Regions from separate parts of the Oryctolagus cuniculus genome. Here region 2 is linked to region 1. Evidence: chromatin contacts called from public Hi-C data. All regions are on one chromosome and are shown on one strand. Each heading gives the region's core, a stretch centred on a gene start, on an enhancer-like site or on the middle of the called end of the contact. The rest is flanking DNA. Distances are from core to core; before and after follow the strand shown.

Region 1 (3,721 bases), core at 572-3,071:
CCCTAATGACTTGTTCAACCTGGAATTTTGGACTTAGTCTGGACCTGATGAGTTGGATCTCAGAGCGATCATTTTCTCTTGGAAAAGTCCTGTTCAGCCAAGAACTCTGGAAAGGGGAAGGGTGTGTTTTACACCCCAGCTACCAGGGTGATTGGCAGCAGAACTGAAACAGCATGACTAAGCAAGGCCCATCTTATTTCACTGGGGGAGGAGGCCTCTAGTCCCTCCCTCTCTGCTGCCTGGGACTGCAGGGGGGAGGGTTACCTCTTTTCATTGATAGTAAGGAGCAAGGGCAGAGCAAGCAGTTAGCCTTGCAGTCAAGATGTTGGTTTAGGTGCCCCTCCCCTATTCAAGTGCCTGGGTTCAATATTTGGCTCCAGCTTCGGACTTCAGCCTCCTGCTAGTGACTAGGTTCAAGTGATCAGGTTCCTGACACCCAAGTGGATGGCCTGATCTGAATTCCCAGCTTTTAGTTTTTGCCCCTGCACTGGCCAACAGCCTTTGAGGGCATTAGGGGAGTGAACCAACCAAGAGGAACACTGTCTCTCTCTCTTTCTCTCTGCTTGCCAAATAACTTATTCAAAAGAGAAAGGGTGAATAATTGGAACACTTTCCTAGCCTCTTCTCAGGTTCTCAAAGCTCAAAAAAAAATGCTAATGATGTTTTCCCTAACTACACATGATCATAGGACATCCAGCCAACCACTCCTTGAAGCTGATCAGCCCATTTCCTTGCATATCCATAGAAGCTTCCCGCCAATGTTCAAGGGTCAAATAAATAAATAAAGACTTAAGGCCTTTATGGAAGCTAAAAACTCTAAGAATCCCTCACCACTAGAGAGGTTCAGCTCACTACCTACTTGGGTAAGAAAGACGGATCTCACAGTTTCAAGCTGAGCTATACCATTTTGGAATACTTTGCCTTCTCTACTATTTCTCAGCCCAATAAAACTATACAGAAGGCCTCTTCTAGAATAAAGGCAAGAGAACCTCATGCTCAGTTTTAAAGATGTCTGTGAAAGAGTGCTGCAAGAATAGGTCTCATTTGCCATCATCATTTCAGAAGTGGTTGCTGACACAGGTGGGTTTGCCATCAGTAATTGTGGTAGAAACAGGGAATGTCCTCTCAAAAAAGCAGAAAATACAATGACACAGATGATTTCAAGCAATTGCCACCATTAGCAGATTTAGTCATTTATGTTACCTTTTTCTTATTCTTAGACACCTAGCTTTAAATTATCTGCTCTAATAAACAGCAGCAATTTGGTTAGTAATGGGTTCGTTTGATTTTATTTTTAGGACTATGTGGTGGAGGAGACTCCTGAGCTCCACTTCTCTAAATAACCAACGATTCCTCCCCTCCCCTGTGAAGCTATCACAGCTGTGGAGGTGGAAAGACACTTCAGGAACAGCTCACAGGACCAATGTAAAGAGTTCTCAATGGGAGGTTAGCATCCTTCACTCATTCATGTTTTCACTGAGGATGTCCAGCTTGTACTGAGTTAGGTGCTGAGAATGCAGGGACAAAGGAGCAACAAGCAGACTTCCTGGGAAGTGACACTCTGATGGCCTCTCCAAGGATGACAAAGAGCTACCAATCACAGAAATGATGGAGCAGCAATCCAGGTACAAAGGCTTGGCCTCATTTTTCCCTTTATTTTCTTAAAGTTGCCTGAACCACTTATGGGGACCCACAGCTGTCTCCCAAAGGGTAAGGTGGTGTGCATCTTCCTGAGGTACTTATAAACTGCTTCTGGAGGCTATGGAAATTTTTTTCTCAGACGTCTCCTAGGTAAGGCTTCTAATCAGCTACATCTGAGGCTGACAGCACTGCCATTTGACTGAAAGAGGAAGATTAGCACCCTTCAACAGCTTAGCTATAAGGAAGGTAACTTCACTCTCTTCCTCCACATTAGCTTTGAAATTGAGAAACCCAGAGATGACCACAGCCCTAGGCCACTGTGCAAAAATGGGAAATGTCACTCACCAGGTCCTCCCTTGAGTTTAACCAGAATCATCAGCCTATAGATTTGGGAACTCAGTGGCTTGACCATTTTGCACGTAAGCCATATGCACTGGTCCTAAGGAGACCAGTGAGCAACAATTCAATTTAGAGTTCACTGAACCTTCTGGTTTTGGAAGGAAATTGCTGGTAATCAATTGCAGCAAGCACACAGGCCCAGGGCCAGGAAGAGAAAAATCACTTTAATGGGCAAAGCAGATGTTGCTAAATTCATTGCAAAAGTGAGATGGGCACAGAGCCAGGCCTTGCATGAGAGATGCTGATCTGTTCTCCTGAATGAAGAAAACAGAGACACATCAAAAGGGGGGGTTCTATGAAAGAAACCAGAAGTCTGTGTCCCTGTTAGCTTGAATAAAAGAAAATGCACCCAGGTGTTCGGGTCTCCCATATCACCACAGGACTTAAAGCTGCTAACATCTCATAAGGATTTTAAACAAATCCAGAGTACTAGCTCAAACTGTCTGAGGATTCATCATTCTTTTCTTAGGAGACTATGTGGTAAAGCCAATAGAACAAGGAATTTGGCATCAAACCTGTTTCTTCCACCAATTCATCGGTTCTACCATCAAAAAGTTCTATGACTTGGGCAAAATTCTTAATTCTGCCCAGTCTCAGTTTTCTCAGCTACAAAATGGCCTGATCTCATTTAGTGTATTACAGCCACAATGCCTGTAATGAGTAGTAGAGAAATGCACTTATTCAATAAGATGTGTTCAGAGTTGGTGACACTGGGATGTGAGGAGAGATGGTTACTGACAGGGACGAGTGAGCTACGATGGGGGAGTTTCTGGTCCAATATCAACAGGCTATTCCATTGCCTCTCAGTAATGGATTACTTCACAGGCCAAATGTTTTCTTATGTGTTTTGGTTGATAAAATCTCTCTCAAGTCTATGCAAGTTCAGAGAGCACAATATCACAGCTCAAGAAAGCTCACTGTGTGTACTTAGAAAATTTTCGTGGAGTAGTTTTTAATGCACGCCCCCTCTAAAAAGGAGTTAATCCTGATCCCCAAATCTGAAATGCTCTTTATTTATCTAGTTCTCATGCACTGCTCAAGAGCCAACCACAGTTGTTCCTCTGAGAAACATCCCAGATTCTTCTAGACCTCACTATCATTACCTTCTCACACACATCCTCCCCAGGTTTATATCAGCTGCTTTAAATCCTTCCTGGAACAAGACATATTTGACATTAGGCTCACTCATTACAAACTTCAAAAACCACTTGTTCAATTCTCTGGTCCATAACAGTAAATTGTGTTACATGGATCTTCACCTAAAAGATGTGGGCCATCCTCATATATTTTTTAACTTCTTAAGAGTTCAAACATTGATCTTGCAGTAGTGAAACCAGAAGCCGGAGAAACTAGAGGGCTTGTCACTTGACTAGAAGAGTTTGTTTGAACCAATATTCTTGCCCTTCCTAAGCCTTAGTACCATTACCTGTAAATAACAGTGCCTCCTTCCTAGGGATCGTATGAGGATTTCATGAGATCAGTACTAGGAAGTATTTAGCAGGACAGTGTGAGCGGCAATACTCATCCTCCTAGAAGCTTTTTTGTCCAAGTGTGAAAAACATCAAATTGCATTCACACTCCCTTGAGATTTCCAGACCTCAGGCCATTTCCACAGAGCGGCCACTCTCCAGAAAGTTATGTCCTATTGAAAGTATGTTTCCAAGTTGCCATCAGCTTTAGA
Region 2 (3,721 bases), core at 522-3,021, 210 kb after region 1:
TTCTCCTCAGCAGCCAGAGGCCTGGCAGCGGCGGCAGCGGAATGGGGAGAAGACGAATAATCCTCGGAACGGCTGCCTCCTCCGGCGGCCTCCGGAGCCCGGGCCAGGGAGAGTGCGGCGGCGGCGGAGGGAAGGTTTAAAACCGGCCCGGGTCCCTGGATGTGCCGCCGCCGCCGCCGCCGTGTTGGAGGCAGTAGAAGGGGAGAGACCAACTCTCCGGCGTTCCCAGCCCTGGAAATGGTGACAGGCGGCTCCGAACCCCTCCCGGGAGCTGCAGCCGCCGCGGCCGCCGCCGCCGCCGCCGCTTCTCCCCCCCGCTCCAGGAGCGGGAGGTGCCGCCGCCGCCGCCGCCGCCGCCGCGCCTCAGCCGGCTCCCGCCTGAGCCCACGGCTTCCACCTTCCCTCGCAAGAAAAGCCGAGGAAGAGGCTGCACGGTTAGAAGAGAAGACGAAGAGGAGGCGAGAAACGCCGCCGCTGCCGCCGCCGCAGGCCGGCCGGCTCCCGGAGGGCGCTGCCCCCGCGGCTGCTCACAGGCGCTGAGAGGGGCTCTGGGCCGCGGCCGCCGCCGTCTCTCATCTCCCTCGCCTGAGCCGGGCCTAGCCTCACAGCGGCTCAACTCTCAAACTTCCATCATGGCTGCAGCTTCCGAGAGGAGAGAACTGAGCGCAGCCGCGTCCCAGCGCCCGGGCGCGTATCCTGCCGCAGTGCACAAAGAGTCCCGCCACATCACCGTCGCCGGCCTGCCCGCCCCCTCCGCCGCCGCCGCCGCGCCGGGAGCCGGGCCGCCTCGGGAGCCCGAGGGGAGGCGGGGGGCGAGCTGGAGGCGGACGGGACCGCGCCGGGGGAGGGGAGGGCTGGGCCGCGCCGGGGTGGGGTGGGGGGCGGGGGCGGCAGCTCCAGGTGCGAGCGCAGGGCCCCCAACCTGCTGGTGCTATTGAGCATGCCCAGTGTGACTGCCTGGGGCTCGCTCGGGCTTGTTCCGAGGCGCCCGCCCGTAGCTGCACTTGCCGCGGCTGCTCCTGCAGCAGCTCGGGGCGGGGGAACGAGCTCAGCCTCGGCCTCTGCCCGGACACCCGGCCGGAGCCAGGGCAGACTGCGGCGGGGCGGCGTGGGGGCGGAGGAAGGTGGATGATGAAAACTGAGACTGGTGCGTTGAGCGGTGTCGCCGACTGCAGTGTGAGGTTACCTGTGCACAGGTGGACCGCGCGGGTCAGTATCTAGGGAAATGCCGCGAGGACACCCCTCCCCCGCCATGGCGTGCGAACGCACGCACTCCGTTTGTCCCGCTGTGGACGATCGCGGCGGTTCGCAGGGATCTCACTGTCGCAGCCTCTGCCTAGAGCGCCCGCGCCGCCGCCGCCGCCGCCGCCCCCGGGTCCTCAAGGTGTCAGCCTCAGCACAAAGAACGACCCCCTATTGTGTCTCCGGCGGCGCGTCTCGCCTCATCCGGCTCCAGTCACCGCCCCACCTCTCGCTGCCCCAGCTACTCGGTTCATTTGCCCGAAAAGCGAAAGCTCTCAGCCGGGCGCGCTAGAGTGCACACGTCGCCCCCCGCCCCGAATTCCCAGGGCCCGAGGGCCTCCTGCCTAGGCCGCCTTAAAGAGGATCCCCGTGAGCGGGACGCACCCCCACAGCTCCCTCCGCGGCCCCCGGAGAGCTGAGCATCTGTCCCCTCAGGCTCCGGGTCCGTTCGCGGCGTCGAACTCGAGCTCGGTCCTCAGAGGCTGCCTCGCCCCGCCCACTCTCCGGGCCGCTGAGAAAACCTGGCACGATGAATCGCCCGCGGCCAGCTTCCGCGCTCGCCGGGCCGGCCGGTGCACGCTGGAGGCCCAGGTTGCCGGCCCGGGCGCGGCGTTCAGGACGGTAGGAAGCGGCAGCCCCGCGAGTGGGCGGGGCGAGGAGCCCTAGGAGGGTTCAAAAGGGGGTGGAAGGATACCCGAGCCACCGTCGGAACTACTTTCAGGAAGGGGTCACGTGTGCTCCGAGTTGGGGAACTTTCCAAATTCCCACTCCTCCAAGCGTAGCTCCGGAGGCAAGTGCTTCGCCAGCTACGCTCGGGGTGCTCCCGCCTGGCGCGGGCAGCACCCCCACACCCTCCCAGGCTGCAGAGGGACGGGGTTGGGGATGGCCAGTGGAGCCTCCACAGGATCGCTGTCTGGGCTAGCTGCTGGGCAGGCACCCCCATCCAAGCACGTGCCCCCGCTCCCGTGCACCGCTGCTCTCACCCTTCTGCTACCCACGGAGTGAGCTCTCTCTGCTGTGGATTGACAAGCACTGCTTGTTCTCAACCGTGGGAAAAGGGGCCGGGCCCGAGGGATCTGGCGCATCTCCCTCGTTGGTTGGGGTGAACCCTCTGGTTCCGTGCTGTCGGGGCCAAAGGCTCGTTCCCGCTGCGCCTGCTGCTTGGATTGCAGGTGTTGCAACAAACTTTTGAGTCGCTACCCCTGCACTGGTGAGCACGCCCCACCTACTGTAGACTCAGCCAAGTGCCTTATCTGGTCTAGTCCTTGGCCGTATGCCCAGAACAAACCTGTCAAGTCTTTCTGCAGCCCCGTGGTTGACCTATCCAGTGAGTGAGCTGGTTCACAAATGCTTAGACCTAGAGCGCCTCCTCAACCCCCTCCCCAAAATACGCACATCAGTCAGCTTCAAAATGAGAAGGGGCGTCAACCAACACCAACCTACGAATTTTTTTTTCTCTCTTTCATTTCCCCCCACTCTCCTCCCACCCCACCCGGCGCCCCGCTCCAGGAAAGTAGAATTCCAGGGGAAAATTTGAGTTCAGAAGTATCTGACTTAGACCAGGCTGAAGCCCTAGGTTGTTTTTTTCTTTTTCTCTTTTTTTCTTTTTTTTTTTTTTTTTTTTTTTTTGACATCTGAGAAAATGGGAATCAGTTGGCACATGTGTTGTGATAAATGGTGAGTAGATACCTAGAAAGGTCTAAAGCCGAGTTTTCTTGTGAGGAAGATTGTAAATGTGCACATCATCATTACAGGCAGCCCCTGAAGACTAGAAACCTCAGGAGGCCCAGCTCAGAGAGCCACAGGCCATTACCTAACTCCAGGACTGCTAATTAAACCGGGGATATTTAGGGACCTCTGAGGCTACATAAAACTGCATTTATATACAACATCCTTTTAAGATAGCACTGCAGGAGTTAGCAACCCGCTGAAGCCTCGGTGCTGGTATTTATTGGAGACTGGTTTTGTGCATGCTTCTGGTCAGCTCCAGGGAGGCAGGGATCCTAAGTGGAAAAGGAAATGGAGAGTAATCTGGAAAGAAGAAAAAGGCTTCCTTTGGTTTCCAAAGATGGAAACCCTGTCCACACAACCTAGTGTGAGCTAGAGATTTCTTTATTTTACAAATAACCTGGGCTAAGGAGTCCCTGATGTTTAGGTATTGCATGGTAAAAAGGAGAGCTGTGCTCAATGGGTATCAACTGCTGCTTGGGAGGAAAAGGGGAAATGAAGACACAGTTAAATGAGGGGAGGTAGATTGCGGCTGGTTAAGTGTTCCACATTTGTTTCTCAGGTTGCCTGTCTCTGTCCCCAGAGTACCTGCTATTAGCACTGCTCTACTCTGCCTCTCCCCTGGAGCCTACCCTGGTGGTGATTAGTCTCACAGCGTCTGCTTCCTTGCAAGAAAATGAAACAGGGTTTATTTCTATCTTTGCTGGTAATGTCGGGCTTCAGGAGAGAGGATCCTCTTTGATTCCCACGA

The links. Hi-C and Micro-C count contacts between places; a contact is called where the count stands out from the background.
Region 2: a contact with region 1 is called in a Hi-C map of an unstated tissue, with 2.2 times the contacts expected there. The contact joins the promoter of KLLN here to the enhancer-like site in region 1. A contact is called at or near these places in 3 of 6 Hi-C or Micro-C datasets (liver, psoas muscle and an unstated tissue).

Annotation. Positions count from the first base shown.
Region 1 is chr15:42,605,865-42,609,585 of mOryCun1.1, forward strand. No RefSeq gene overlaps it. Among named protein-coding and RNA genes, the nearest start is that of KLLN, 210 kb to the right of the region's middle. Within about 2 kb of position 1,822, at least 2 of the 8 cell types and tissues checked have an H3K27ac peak or open chromatin away from gene starts, as enhancers often do.
Region 2 is chr15:42,815,301-42,819,021 of mOryCun1.1, forward strand. It overlaps KLLN (killin, p53 regulated DNA replication inhibitor), which reads left to right and starts at 1,772. Exons shown (of 3, transcript XM_051823328.2): 1 at 1,772-1,798; 2 at 1,800-2,012; 3 at 2,014-3,721. The coding sequence starts at 1,772. The coding sequence ends at 2,247. All of the region lies in intron 2 of PTEN (phosphatase and tensin homolog), which reads right to left. It also overlaps the pseudogene LOC138845351.